Regions from separate parts of the Anas platyrhynchos genome. Here region 1 is linked to region 2. The links are chromatin contacts, called in public Hi-C maps. All regions are on one chromosome and are shown on one strand. Each heading gives the region's core, a stretch centred on a gene start, on an enhancer-like site or on the middle of the called end of the contact. The rest is flanking DNA. Distances are from core to core; before and after follow the strand shown. Region 1 overlaps KLHL33 (kelch like family member 33). Region 2 holds the start of RANBP3 (RAN binding protein 3).

The links. Hi-C and Micro-C count contacts between places; a contact is called where the count stands out from the background.
Region 1: a Hi-C map of skeletal muscle shows a contact between it and region 2, with 4 times the contacts expected there. The contact joins the enhancer-like site here to the promoter of RANBP3 in region 2. A contact is called at or near these places in 2 of 8 Hi-C or Micro-C datasets (both in skeletal muscle).

Annotation. Positions count from the first base shown.
Region 1 is chr29:3,951,003-3,957,918 of IASCAAS_PekinDuck_T2T, reverse strand. It overlaps KLHL33 (kelch like family member 33), which reads right to left. Exons shown (of 5, transcript XM_027471805.3): 5 at 5,991-6,806. The coding sequence ends at 6,230. It overlaps GP1BA (glycoprotein Ib platelet subunit alpha), which reads left to right. Exons shown (of 2, transcript XM_013095888.5): 2 at 1-766. The coding sequence ends at 364. Among named protein-coding and RNA genes, the nearest start is that of KLHL33, 7.1 kb to the right of the region's middle. Within about 2 kb of position 3,113, at least 1 of the 8 cell types and tissues checked has an H3K27ac peak or open chromatin away from gene starts, as enhancers often do.
Region 2 is chr29:3,888,474-3,895,595 of IASCAAS_PekinDuck_T2T, reverse strand. RANBP3 (RAN binding protein 3) reads right to left here and starts at 3,311. Exons shown (of 17, transcript XM_027471808.3): 1 at 3,166-3,311. The coding sequence starts at 3,187.

The DNA of each region.
Region 1 (6,916 bases), core at 1,864-4,363, 63 kb before region 2:
GAGGCAGAGGGAATCAACAGAAAGTCCTGTGTGGCATCTCAGCAGCTTCCAAAGCCCCCTCCAACAAACCACATTCTGCACCATCAAGGAAATAGATCTGTGCCCTGAAGTCACTACATCCCACACCTACTGCACAATTAAAGACCTAGGAATACAGGGCAGTCCTCCTGCAGAGTCTTCTTTCTGCACAACAAAGGAGCTGTGGGTCTGCCACTGTCCCCCGAATACTTCATTCAAGTCTTTCTCCACGAAGCTGACAGACACAAACCTTGCCCCCCTGCGGGCCCCTTCTGCTTACAGCCTGGATAGGGGTGCCGAGGCCATCGGCACTGTCAGCGTGAAGAATGCTGGCAACACCTTGTAAATGTATGTTCAGAGAGAGGGATGGAGGGTCATGGCTCTGCCTCATTTACCTTTGTTGCATGAGGGGACGATCTACTTGCTACAGAAGGGGAAGTCATCCCATCCCTCCCCCTAGCACTCCTCTCACACTCATTGTGGTTGCTGGATCTGAAATAATTACTTGGGTAGTTGGCAGGGGTAGAAGTCACCCCAGAGCAGAGTTTGGGGCTGACACTGCCTGATTTTGGGGTTAGAACAGCTTTTTGAGCTTTTTTTTTTTTTTCTTCTTTTGAGAAGAGCTTGCTTTGTACACTGTGTCCTAATCACCTCTGTCTGAATGGTGCACATAAAGATGTGCTATGCTTTCAACTCAGTCCCAGGTTGCTAATCACAGAATAAATATTCTCTTTGCCTAACTTTCAAATGGGTGCTAGTTTCATTTTACTGGACCTCCGGTAGTCTTAAACTTTAAGTGATGCTTCAATGTTAACCCATTCTTTCCTGTATCCTTGAAGTAAATGGACCAGAGCAATCTCTATACAAGAAGAGACTGAATAGATGCAGAATAAATGTGATGTGGCACTATAGACACCAGTCCCCAACTTTGGTGTCACCTATGCATGATCCAAAAGGCCTTGAGAACTGCATCAGGGAAATAAAAGTCACTTTTCCTTTCATGCACGACGACTCTACCCAGGACACTGGGTTGATGTCTGGAGTGAGGAGACCTCTTAGTGGTGTCCAGTGCTGCCTGAAGTCATCATGAGCTGGTGGTCCTGACTGGAGACCAAGTGTCCATCCTGTCCGTTCAGATGCTTCATTTGCAACTATAAAGCAGGGAGCCACCGAGCCCTATATAAAAATTCTGGCTCGGTTGCACAATGTTTTAGACTGTCAGGTGGAGAATCCTGCCACACGGGAGAGTCTATTGCGACAACTGGCAATTAAAAATGCTAACGCAGACTGTAGGAAAATTTGGGGATCTATTAAAGCCTCTAACCCTAATATAGCCGATATGATCAAAGCCTGACAGGATGGAGGAACAGAGAGCCATAAGATGTCGCTGTTGGCTGACGCTTTAACCTCGTATATCAGGGTGGGGGTGGCACAAAGGGCCAATTGTTTAAATTTCAGGGAAAGCCTCTGGAAGGAAAGTGCATAAAAGGAGCATAGCCGGGTAAAGACTCTTACTTACTTGATCACAATAAGAGTCCGTGCATTCAGATGCCACAGATTCAGAAGAGGAAGCTGCAATGCAAAATCCCTGTTGGTACTGAGTGCTCACATGTTTGGACCAACCAGATTCAGAAATTATCAACTGATTCTATTTTTCTGATGAATCCAATCTAAAGCACACATTCAGAAAAAAACAGTCATCACCAGGGTGTGATTTGCAGCTACGTCTAGGCTGAGGTGAACTATTTCTATTGGCAGTGTCAGATAACATGGTCAACTCTATGAGTAAATTCACCTGTAGTTGACCGGAGCTGCCGATGTTCTCCGTCTCTATGCCATTCTTGTCCATTCTTATTTCTCTACCTGAACTAGCTCAGCCTTCTTTGTTGTTTGCATCTTGTTTTTAATAAGATGTATTAATATTAGCTGATACTTGTCCTTTAAGAAAAAGGGCTCAGAAAAGAACATTCATTGATATGAATCGTGCACATCTTACACAAACAGCAGGACAATATTCCAAGGAAATTTTTTTTTTCACTTTGTTACTACTTTTATCAGAGTAAAAACCCCAGGAGTGCAAAAGTGTCTGAGTTTTCTGAGGAGCAGCAATCACAGAATGGCTTAGGTTGGAGAGGAGTTCTGGAGATCATCTAGTCAAACAGGACAGTCAGAGCAGGTTGCCCAGGACCATGTCTAGTTGGTTTATAATATCTCCATAGATGGAGACTCCACAACCTGTTTCAGTGTTTGACTGCCCTCATAGTAAAAGTTTTTCTTGAGTTCAGATGAAGTTACATATGATCTGAGCACTGCTGAGAAGACATTTCAGTCCACTTCATTGTCCATTTACCTACTCTGTACTTTGTTTTTGTCCCCAAAGCAGAAGTCCAAGCAGGACTGATGGACCATTCCAGCATGCTTTGGCAAGGGCAGGGAAATACTCCTGGCTGCTCCCAGCTCTGAAGCACTGGTCGTATGCAACTTTGAAATGTGCTAGCACGCATACATAAGGGGAAACTATCAGGCATACAGGCTGAACTTCTGTATGTATTTACTACAGAGAAAAGTGTTCCTGTGCTCAAGGAAAGCAAATAACTATGCACTTGTCAATTAGAAAAAAAAATATTAAAATGTTTAAAAAATTCTTAATACTGCTAGGCTGTGTTTGCAACTTTCAGTTGGTTGTAGCATTTGAAAACACCCTGAGACACCACTGCTGGCAAATTCACCAGTGGTTGTACTTACAGGTGATGTTCTCTGCTTCTACAGCAAGTCCATCATTCCGTGTTTCTTTCTAAAGTTTGGTCTTGCTTCTGCTGTATTTGGGCCTACTCTTTTACACCAGGAGTCTGCAATAGTAATGCAGGTAATACCAGTACTCTGCAATAATAAAAATACTTTTATAAAATATATAGAGAGAGATTGATATGAATGACAGGAGGATTCCTTCTTCTCCTTGCTGCCTACCCAAGCACTTAGAGAAAGGTCAAGCAGGAGGGAGCAGTTTCCATCTTCACGAGCACTGTAGTCCCTTGTCAGCTGCCGAAAGCTTTGCTGATAAAGCACTGAGGGTCATGTCCTTGTGATAAAGACAGCTGCAATTTCTATGTTTAGGGGTGACTTGCTGAGCTTTGTTGTTGAGGAGCGACAGAGAGGAGCTGTTACAGACTGGCCACATCCCCCACAACCCATCGCCCTGCACTGCTCGAGGTGAGGACACGTGGAGGTGTCAGGAGAGAAGGAGCAGCAGAAGACAGTCTAGTTTTGGTCCTTGTTTCTCACAATCCAACACTATTTTAATTGGAAATAAATCAGTTTTCCCCAAGTTGAGTCTGTTTTACTCATGAGGGTAGTTGGTCAGTGATCTCCCTGTCTTTGTCTCAACTCACAATTGTTTTCATCTTATTTTTTCCCCATACCCTGTTGAAGAGGGGAAATGGGAGAGCAGCTGGGTGGGTGTCTGGCAGCCAGAAAAGGTTAATGTGCCACAGCCAAGAAGAGTAACATGGGAATTAGTAAAACAGTCAACAAATGGGGAAAAAGGTAAACAACTACAGAAGGGTTAAGAGATCATCTAGATTCAGAACAGTCTAACTTCCTGTAATTGCAAGCCCTTTGTACACTTAAAAACAATAAAAATAAAAATCTCAGATTGAATGTTGTTCTCTCGGACACAAGGGCTGTTACACAAGCAAACATATCAGATTATAATGCACATACTAATCGTTTTATAATACTAAGTATTGCATAATTTCATGTAGATGCATGTAGGGTACAAGGTCCTGTCAGAGGACAGTGCTCCAGGGGGCATGTGCAGGACACTGGCAGGTATTGCCTCAGCGTGGGCTCTTGAGTGCCAGGTCTATTGCTACAGGTGATCAAGGAGATGGGCATCTGCAGAGCTGGCCCCTGCCTTCAAAAGAAATTTAAGATTTTGCTGTGTAGACAAAGGGTGGAATATCATACACTGAAGCTTACACAGAAGCACCAGGCAGATGGAAAGGCTCTACAAAAATGTTAAAGACAAAAAGTAAAACCATTAAATCTAGATGTGAGTACTGTGCAATACATTTCAGCAGGCAAATGAATCAATAGATCAGACTACGAGTTCCATATGCAAAGTATTACCTGTAGAACAGGTGAAAATAGCAATACCAAAAGATAATTCTCTCATCTTGGTTGCCAGAAGTCATGCTGAATAATATTAACATGTGGCAGGGGATAGGGCACATTGGGAAGTGGATAGCATGGGCTTTAAATGACATGCAGTCATTGATGGAACTGAAAAACAGCAATATATTGTAGGAATACAAGCTTTACATCAGAATCAACACATCGTTCAGACTGCAAGGCAAGTAGCTAGCTCTGATTCCTGGCTACTGCACTGTTAGCAATCACAGCAAGCATGCTGTGCATCAAAACTATGTCTACTATGATGAGCTGCAGATATGAGTACCAGATTGGCATGCAGGTGATCGCCTCCATGTCCATCAAGGAGTGGAGTGTAGTTGTCACCTGGATGATTGTTGTACAACTGCTGAAACACATAATGGCCAATCCAAGTGTATCGTGAACTCAACGTGACCACTGCTTGATCCTAAAAGACTATTTAATCAAAAAATATTCAATCAGAAGTGTATGTGTGTTGTATTGTTCTGTCCATTCAAAATATTATACATCTTTGATTACCATTTCTGGGTATTGCCGCCAGGAACTGCAGGTTTATTAAACTCATTCTCCCTCCTTCCCTCCTCCCCAGTGCCCCCCCCCCTCTTTTTTTTTTTTAATATGTGCTATGAATACCTTGTTATCACTGGTGATGACAGCAGCAGGAATAAGTCTTTTCCCCATGTGCTGGAAGGTGGAAAGGTCCTGTCCTTCCAAAACATTTCCTCCATTGTTGTTTCCTGTGACCCATAACTAGCTCACTGTTCTGTCTGTAGTGGCTGGACAAAACGTGGAAGGATATCTTTGTCTCTGCCACAGCACTTGTGCCAGCTGAAGTCCTAGAGACACACATTTCTCGCATAGTCTGCTGTTCTAACAAGGCACCAAGCCAAGGGGCCAGCAGGCAGCCAGTGGGGTGAAGAGCGGTACGTTTCCTCCAGGCAGGAGTTTGGTTTCCCAGTCTGCCATTCCCAGCCAGGAATAACACTCAGTGAAATGTCAAGATCGCTTGTGTCATGAATTGGTGAGGCTTATAAGGATTACAGTTATCTTTGTTCCTAAAGCCGGAATATTTCCTTTCACATAAGATCCCAATATACTGTTGCTTTTTTTTTTGTTGTCGTTGTCTGTCTTTTGTAATCCCTCTCCCTCTGCCTTCTTCACCCAGGACCTTCAATTCCCTTCCTCAGGCTATCACGAGTACCCCAGTTAACCCCAGAAACCCCATTGCCTCAGCCTCTCCCTGCAAGACCTCCCTAGAATTCCCCCCACCTCCAGATAGCCTTCCAGGTAACTCCAGGAAGCCAAGACCTCCTAGGAACCTCCCTCTCCCCAGGAACCTCAAACCCTCCAACAGCCCTGTGTAGGTGGAGTCGCCATCCCTGGGGGTGTTTAAGGTTGGACTTGGTGCTTGGGGACATGGTTTAGTGGATGATGTTGGTGGTAGGGGGATAGTTGGACCAGATGACCTCGGAGGCCTTTTCCAACCTTAATCATTCTATGATTCTATGATCTACCCCAAAACCCTGGCACCCCAGGACTCCCCTATTCTCTCAGAATTCCACACAAACTCCAAGACGCCTGTAAATCCCAAGACCTCTCCTCTATGCCCAATGAACACAGGCATTCAGAGCCCCAGTGCCCTCCATAACCATTCCCCAGCAGACCCCAGAATACAGGCAAGCCTGGTCCCCACCATCACCCGTCCAGGATACTCAGCCCTCTAGTCACCTGCTGTACTCATGTTCCTTGTGAGAAACCTCTGGATGCCTGGGTTCCCCAGCAGAACAAATCAGACCCAGGCGAGCTGTTCAGGAACGATGTTTATTCAATCCCAGTGTGGGGGGGAAATTGAGGTGGTGGAGCAACCTCCTGAGTATTCCTGGAGGCACAGTTTTGCAGTGTGGGGGTCTTTGTGTCCCACGGGGTCCACACAATTTAGGGCAAAGTACCATGGGGGCTGAGGAGGGATCTGGGGTCAATTTTGCTCTGTAGAGATGCCCATTGGGAGACCAATAGGGGGGTACAGAGTTTTTAAGGTCCACTAAGTGTTACGGTGGGTGTCAGATGATCTAGAGGAAACCTCAAGGCAGTTGGGGCCACGTAAGGCTGAGGGCACAGTGAGGACACACACACTGAGGTCAGTATAGGCATGGGGCAAGGTGCCCCGGGTGATCCAGCGCCGGGTGCCTGGCTGGTAGGCATGGATCAAGTGAGTATCCCGGTAGGTTTCATGACTGTACCCACCCAGTACAAGCAGCTCCCCTCCCAGCACAGCTGCACCCCCCACTACATGGGCTTGGGGCAGGGGGCTGAGCAGAACCCAAATATTTAGCTTGGGACTGTAGACCTCAAAGGCCAGCTGGTCCTTGTAGCCACTCTGCCCATCCCGCTGGCACAGCCCCCCAGCCACATAGAGCTGTCCACCTGCCTCCTCCATGACATGGCCAGCTCGCTGGCCATTCATGGGGGCCAGGAGCGTGGCAGGAGCACCCGGAACATAGCGCAGAAGGGCTGTCTGGCACTGGTACGCCTCGTCACAGCCCCCTGACACATAGAGGGCACCATCCAGGGCACATGCTGCATGCCCACACAGAGCCATCGGCAGGGGCTGGCACGTCCTGGGCAAGGAGAGAGGGAACAGTGAAGGGCAGGTAAAGCAGGGCTGCCCCTCAGTGGCTGCCTGGCCAGCAGGTCCCTGCTGAGCACTGCTGGCCATGGATCTTTTGAT
Region 2 (7,122 bases), core at 2,062-4,561:
GTGTTAGCCATGAGAAAAACCTGTACCTCTTCAACAACTGAAAGGAAATAAAATAATTCACACTCACCATGAAGAGATCCTATCACCTAAAGAGCAGCTTCAGAAACAAGTTATATACCAATTAGTAGTTGTCTATTAACAGTGAGTTAACGAGAAGAGCATTCAGGTTTATGTGAATATATGCCTGACAGTTTTCTAGTTCTCCGTCATACAACACTGACAGACTCGTGGATGTGAAGTGCCAATTTTAAGATGCGATCTGGCTAGAATACTGATGTAGAAAGAAGATCATACCAAAGACTTCAGAGGAAATTTCTAATACCATTCGATAACTATTTTATACACTAGTGACAATAACAATTGTGAATACTATTTCAAAATCCTGTTTTTCAGTGATGGTATAAATCAAATCAACTGTCAAGGTGCCAATCCCCAAAGCCTGTATCTCAATCTCACTAAGTCTTTGTGATAAAGTCAATCAAACTTTAAACAGCTGGAGAGCTCTTCCTTCTTCCTCCTCATTAGCTCCATAATCATCAGCTTCACCAACGGCTTCACCAGGTGCAGCTTCACCAACACACCAGAGAAAAAGAAGGAAAGACAAGTGAATGGAAAAAAAAAAATTGAACAATTAGATTGAGGACAATTAAGTAGTTCTGAGAATACTGGAGCTATCAAGAAATGCATCACAGAAAGACTGTCCACGAGAACAGTTTGAAGACTTTGAGGACATTGAATGGTTACTTGGAGACTACCGACATCTCAGTGGTGGTTTAAGACAGACAATAGAGTAAGAGAAGAGCAGTCAGCACCTAGAAATAAAAGTAACAAATACACTTAATCCTGGAAAAGAATGAATGAATTGAAACAAAGGAGTGCCATGATAAAAGTGACAGGTTAAAAACGCTACACGTGAGTGAGCTGCACGGATATGAGCAGAATGAAATGGCATTTCTCAAGGCCAGAAGAAGGTTTGTTGCAGTAACCAGACCGATAAGATCCCAAGTGAGTTTCACTTGCATGAACCAACAAGAAGAGCTATTGCTTAAGCATGCTAAGCAAAAACATTCCGCAAAAATGACTGAAACCACCTTCTACGTACTTGTGCCTATTATGTGTCAAGGAATAATTAGCTTCGCACTTCATAATGAAGTATGATTGAGACAGCACTGCTGTACAAACCAATCAAGATTAAGGAATGCTAAGAGCTTTGTTTTAACCATGCTTGGTTTGTGAACATGAACATTTAGCTATCAAACACTTAAAAGAAGATCAATAAAAAGTGTAAGATCAAATAATTAACAGTACTGAAATAGTCGTTACTTACATTTAGTGAAAATACACAGTATGGGGAAAGAAAACATTCACCTACGGTCCTGGCAAAATTAAACACTGATATGTGTTAGAATGAGGAGAAAATAGTCAAAGTCACCTGAGAGTATCGCTGCAGTATCAGAGACAGCAAACAATGCAAGTAGAAAGATCACAGAATCCACTGACTTCCAGCAGCCACCAGTTCCAGAAAGTACATGTATTTGCTCCGCTATACCAAGAACGGATACCTCAAAAGTGGAACTGGAGGAAAGAAAACTAACACCATACAATGACATCAGAATGAGCTGAACAGCCTATAGTTCAGAGGTGATCTTGCTTAACTTTAAGGCAGTTTAAATCCCGTTCTTATTGAGAGAAGACAGACAAAAGGGATGAATGAAGACGGCAACTCTGGAAGGAGATGCAAGCACAAACTAAAGAGATTAGCAAGTGAGAGAAATCACTGGAGTCAGGAAAGGGTCTGAAGGGGAAAAAGAGAAAGATGAAAAAGTACAGATGATACCACATAAAGATTTTTTTTCCACCACAGAAAGTGTACAAGATTCTGCAGAAATACAGAGATAAGAATAGAAGCACAAGATAAGTCAGCATCAAATGATGTAATGAACACTGGTAATTTAGAATTCACCTTTCAGCTATTTCCTACTAGAAGGTAAAGTGAGGGACTCGCATGAATTAAGATAGCCATTCCCAAACTTTGGGTGCTAAAAAATGCAACAAGCCATCAAAATTTATTACAAGGTTTTACATACCATCAGCAAATTTCTCACCAATAATCAGTACATATTTGACTATTTACTACAGCCCTCAAAACTATTTATCGTGCCTCTCTGTGCACTGACAGCACATCTTCAGTTTGGGAGCCAGCAGCTCCAGACATGCTGCATCAGAGGATTTGTCAAATAACTTCAGTGTAATTATGTGGTTAGCTGCTGGTAGGATTCCTCTTCAAAAGCTACACCTACAACAGATATCTGCTTCCTGCTGTTTAATATCAGAAGCGTAATTATAACTGAAACAAGCTTTCAGGTATCAGAAAAATTCTTGACAGAAGGGGCTATGCATGTTTTCATTTGCCTCCTACAGAGATTCACCCCCTCTGTTAGCCCAAGAAAAATAACGAGAAATGGACCGTTAAGAACAAACTTGGTTTTACTGAGAGTTGAAGGGGAGTTACTCTCGAACACACGCTGCTGGTGCCCGCTGTCAGTTAACCAAGCCTGCACACCTCGGAGCAGAACCCTCAAAACCTACACCAGCGCAGCCCAGCTTACCCTAGACTTCTGCCGAGAAAAGGATGAATTCTTTATTTCAGAGATACTCCAGCTAAAAATAAACAAAACTATTCCACTTCGCCTAGCGCCCCCCAGCCGCCTCGATCACCCCCTTTTGCCAGGGGAAGGATTAACGAGCGCGGCAGCCGAGGGAGCGCTGCAAACACCCGCAGGCTGCGGACGGCGGCCCCGAGGAGCGGCGCGGGGGCCCCGGGGCACGGCCGCTGCGCGCAGGAAGTGCGGGAGCCGGGAGCTGGGACCCGGCGGGAGGCAGCCACCGGCACCGCCTCACGGGGCGCAGCGGGCGGCCCGGCCGGGCGCTCCCTTTGTCCGGCCGCTCGCCCCGCCGGGGGGGGGCCGGGGCACGGAGAGGCCGCGGGGAGGGGGGCACTTCCGAGGGCAGGCCCACCGCCAGGGCGCACCCACACCCCCCGCCGGGAGCAGGGCGCGGAGGAGGGAGCCGAGAGCGCGGCGGCCCCGCGGTGGAACCAAACCGGCGGGGGAGCGGTGACGGGCCCGCGGCCGGCATCGCTGCGCAGCGCCAGCGCCCGCCTACCTTCGTTCGCTAGGTCCGCCATTTTACTTCCTCAGTCACGCCCAAGATGCATCGCGCAGCCGGGCGGCCTCCACTGCCCGCAGGCCCCGCCTGGCGGCGCCTGCGCCACCTCACGGCCGGCTCGCGGCGGCAGCGCGCGTGCGCAGCTGGGCGGGCGGGGAGAACGGGGAGGGAGGGAGGGGGGGTGATGGCGGAGGGGTGGTTACCGGGTGCTGGGCGCTGCCGCGCATGCGCAGTGGGGGGGCGGGGTCGGTGCCTGAAGTGCGGCGGACGCCTCAGAGCCGGCAGTGTGGGGTTGGTGGTGGAGGGGGAGGTCGTGGTGTGTGGGGCTGCCTCTTAGCGTCCTGCACTTGTCGTCCTCAGACACCCCCAGTCCTTCAGGGCTGGCTGGCCGTGAATATTTCTTTTCCCCCCTCCAGTCAGCCTCCGTGGCTTCCCGTGGCTGCAGGGTTCCGAAGTTCACTCCAGAGTTAAATGGCTTTTTAATTCCTGTTACTCCTTTCAGTAGTGCTCCACAGTTTTGGTCTTGTGGGATTTGCTGGGCATAAGTTCCGTGTTTAGGTGTGACTTTATGATCCTTGCCTGCATCTGCCATAGCCATGCCACAGACTGAAGAATTCAAATATTTTGTTTCTTAGAAGGCTTTTTTCTCCATCCCCAAAATCATTTTTTAATCTCTGTGGACTCTAAACCTACTTGTTAATGTGGCATTGACTAGGTCTCCACTCCAAAGATAGGGACCCAATAGCAACAACTAGTTCAGAGGGAGACATCTGGGGTTATGCTACTTCACTCATACCCTTAACATTTTTTTCCAGTGTGCTGGCACAATGTAACAACCACGTTCATAGATCCTGTACAGGGTACATTGAATAGAGATCAGGAGCCAGCTGTTTGGATTCTGCTTTATGCTTGTGATACCTTCAAATGACAGCCCTGATACGAGCCCTTGGAAAGCAGCAGACTTGCCTCAAGAGTGGATTGTGTTGGCAGAAGGACACCTCAGTGCCTCTCACCAGAGTCTCCTGCTGCTATCACCCATCACCTTTTCTTAGTGGGACTGGTTGTTATATGGGGAGCAGACCAGACTGCCTTACTCAGCTCCAACCCCCTGCCACAAGTCTTTCCTTTTCCATCTGCAGAAGGGTGAAGCAGTTCTGTAAGGGCACCTCAGGCTTTGGGGGAAGACTCTTCCTCCTGCTCGTCCTCGTTGTTGTCAACTTCCACTCTCTGGTGTTATTGCCCCCCCTGCTTCTCCTGTGAGTGCTGGTGAGGGAGTCTAGGGGTGCTTGGCCATAGGCTGTGGGTCCAGCTGTCTAACTCCTTCTCAGCCTCCCTGTTCCTGGATTTTCATTATCTCCACGCATGGAGATTCCACCAGTTCTCTGAGTCTCTCTCATAGGTTTGGACACAGTTGGAATAGACACAGTACAAGCAATGTAAGCCTTTACCCTACCATTTCTGATTACGTCTATTGGATACAGTTGGATTGTTTCATGAATGAGTAGTCCCCATGACAACTTACTGGGTGGTTTCTGCAAAGAGCCCCAGAGCAGGGGCTGAAAAACCTGGAGGACAGACCAGCAAGGCTTCAGAAATGTTTGGGTTAGGCCTCTGCAGGAACGTGTCCTTTCTGGAGCTAAGAACATGAAAGAGATTTGCAAAATTATTGTTTGTCTAGAAAAAGTCCCAGATCCTCAAAGTTGCTGAGCTCACTGACTTCCATAGGGATTAAGCATCTAAGTTCTGGAGAGGATCCAAGACTTAAAATAAAATGGACTCAGCAGAGAAAATCATTCAACAAAATTATTAATAATTAATTAATTATTCTGTGTTTGGTGCAGAGTCTGATTGCAATGCATTTGAACGCAAAGCACGATGCCTGTAAGGAGGCTCAAAAGAGAGGCTGGACAGTTACCTCTTCAGTAAGGACAGTCACATTTGCTCCTAAACAGGAAAAAAGTTTGAAAGGACGGAGCTACCATGACTGTCTATCAAACATCTTGTTCACAAAGCAACTATGAAAAGCTGAGCAACTTTAATGGCTGCTCAGTGTAAAATTTTGAGCAGTAATCTTATACACAGGAACAGGATTTTCTTCATGAGGGGTAAAGCTGCAGTGGCACTCAGACTAAATCCAACTTTGCAGAGACTAAGTGCAACTTCTGACTTTCTTCTTCACAGAGAATAAAACCTGCTCCTCCTCAATTGGGTGTAAAGGCTCTGACTTCACATGCATTATACTTCAGGATTTTTCCAGCTCTTATAAAAGTGTCAAATGTACTTGTTTTTATATAAGATAATGTTTTAAGCACTACAAGTGGACTAAATCCAAGAGTGAAGGGAGCTTCAACTTTTGTGAAGGAGAAAGTAAAATGATCCAGTGAAATTGCAAATGCAGCCTGCCAGTCAGACAGTGCAGTTTTTTTGAAATTCCCATGGTAATTGTATGTCCTTCCCAAATATTAGATTCTGGTTCTTCACTTCTTTTTTCCAGTTAATGGGGGTATTGCAAAATAGAGCCTAGGACTCCTTTTCAAATGAAAATGTTTATTTTCTATCTGAACTGTCATAATGAAATGAACTGCATGCTATTTATTAGGATGTGTTATCTGGGTTAGGAACATAATTCACTGCAGTACCTTAAGAGCTCTCTCAACTTGGAAAGTGACAGGACCAACTTTATCACCCAGAGAAATGAACAGATGCCTTTATCTGAAAGTGTAGGTTTTCTGTTAACAGCATCTGAATGAAATAAGTAGCTGATATGGCTCAAAGAAACCACCACAGATACAAGAAAATACCCAGCAAGCAGCTGGATATTGAACAGCTTTGTAAGATTTTATCATTCTGTGTGTGTCCACTGGAAATTTATAGGGCTAGGCATTGCTGCTGGCAGCTGTGTGATGTCCAAACCTAGATGATGTCTAGACCTTGGCTGCGCTTCTTCACTGGATAATTGGATAATTGTGTTTGGTGCACACAATTTGCAGAAAATTTAGCTGAAAACATTAGCATGTCTAATCCCATGAGAACCGTAGTTTTCACACATATACAATGTGGCTGACTTAGCTCCAGTTTGCGTGGAACTAAGTCCCTGTCCCAAAGCAGACATGCCCTACAAACCGAGGAAATCACTCATATTGATTTGGTGTGAGAGTAATTGCCCATTATTTAATATCTAAACCCCAGAAATTATATTTTGAACTTAAGCACTTATTCTGATACACTTATCTGTCACAGAAATTTTCACTTTCAGAGCATTAAAGCCTGTTAAACCTATAAGAAACTGCAAACATGCTTTTATCATGGAAATATTGGGCAACTTTAATTATAGGCACTACTGTACTGTGCTTCTCTAATGAATACATGGTACTAGCATAGTGGGTGGTGTGACCTAGTTAAAGGAAGTGATTTAGCAAGAATTTACCTCTGAAAGTTACACTCTCTAGACCTTAAGAGCCAGCAGGTCACAGTGTGTTCTCTATTCATGTTCTAATTAGAGCCCATACTTCTCCAGCATTAACACAAGAGAGGAAAATTAACAGTTTTATCTTATCACAGTTTGGAGGCCAGATTCTGATTTAATTTACCTCCAAGTCTATAATAATACCAGGGTAAATGTGATTCTGGCACTTTATTATTTCAATAAAAAGTAAACTCCACCCACACCAACTTTACAGTTCCTGTGACTTTTAGAAATTAATTACAAGAGGTGTCTGTACCCTGTGAGCTTGTCAACTTGCTGATATAACTAGAATCTATTTTGGGTGCATGCCATTAAGATACTATAAATGCCGTGCTTTCTGATTAGTACTATTGTTAGGTCAGCATTTCTAAAGGGACATGGCCTAAAAGTCACTATGACTTTGACAAATTAAATATTTTTCCATGGCAGAGTGCTCTCTCTCTCTCTCTCAAAAACAAACAAACAAAAAAAACCACAACCACCCCTGT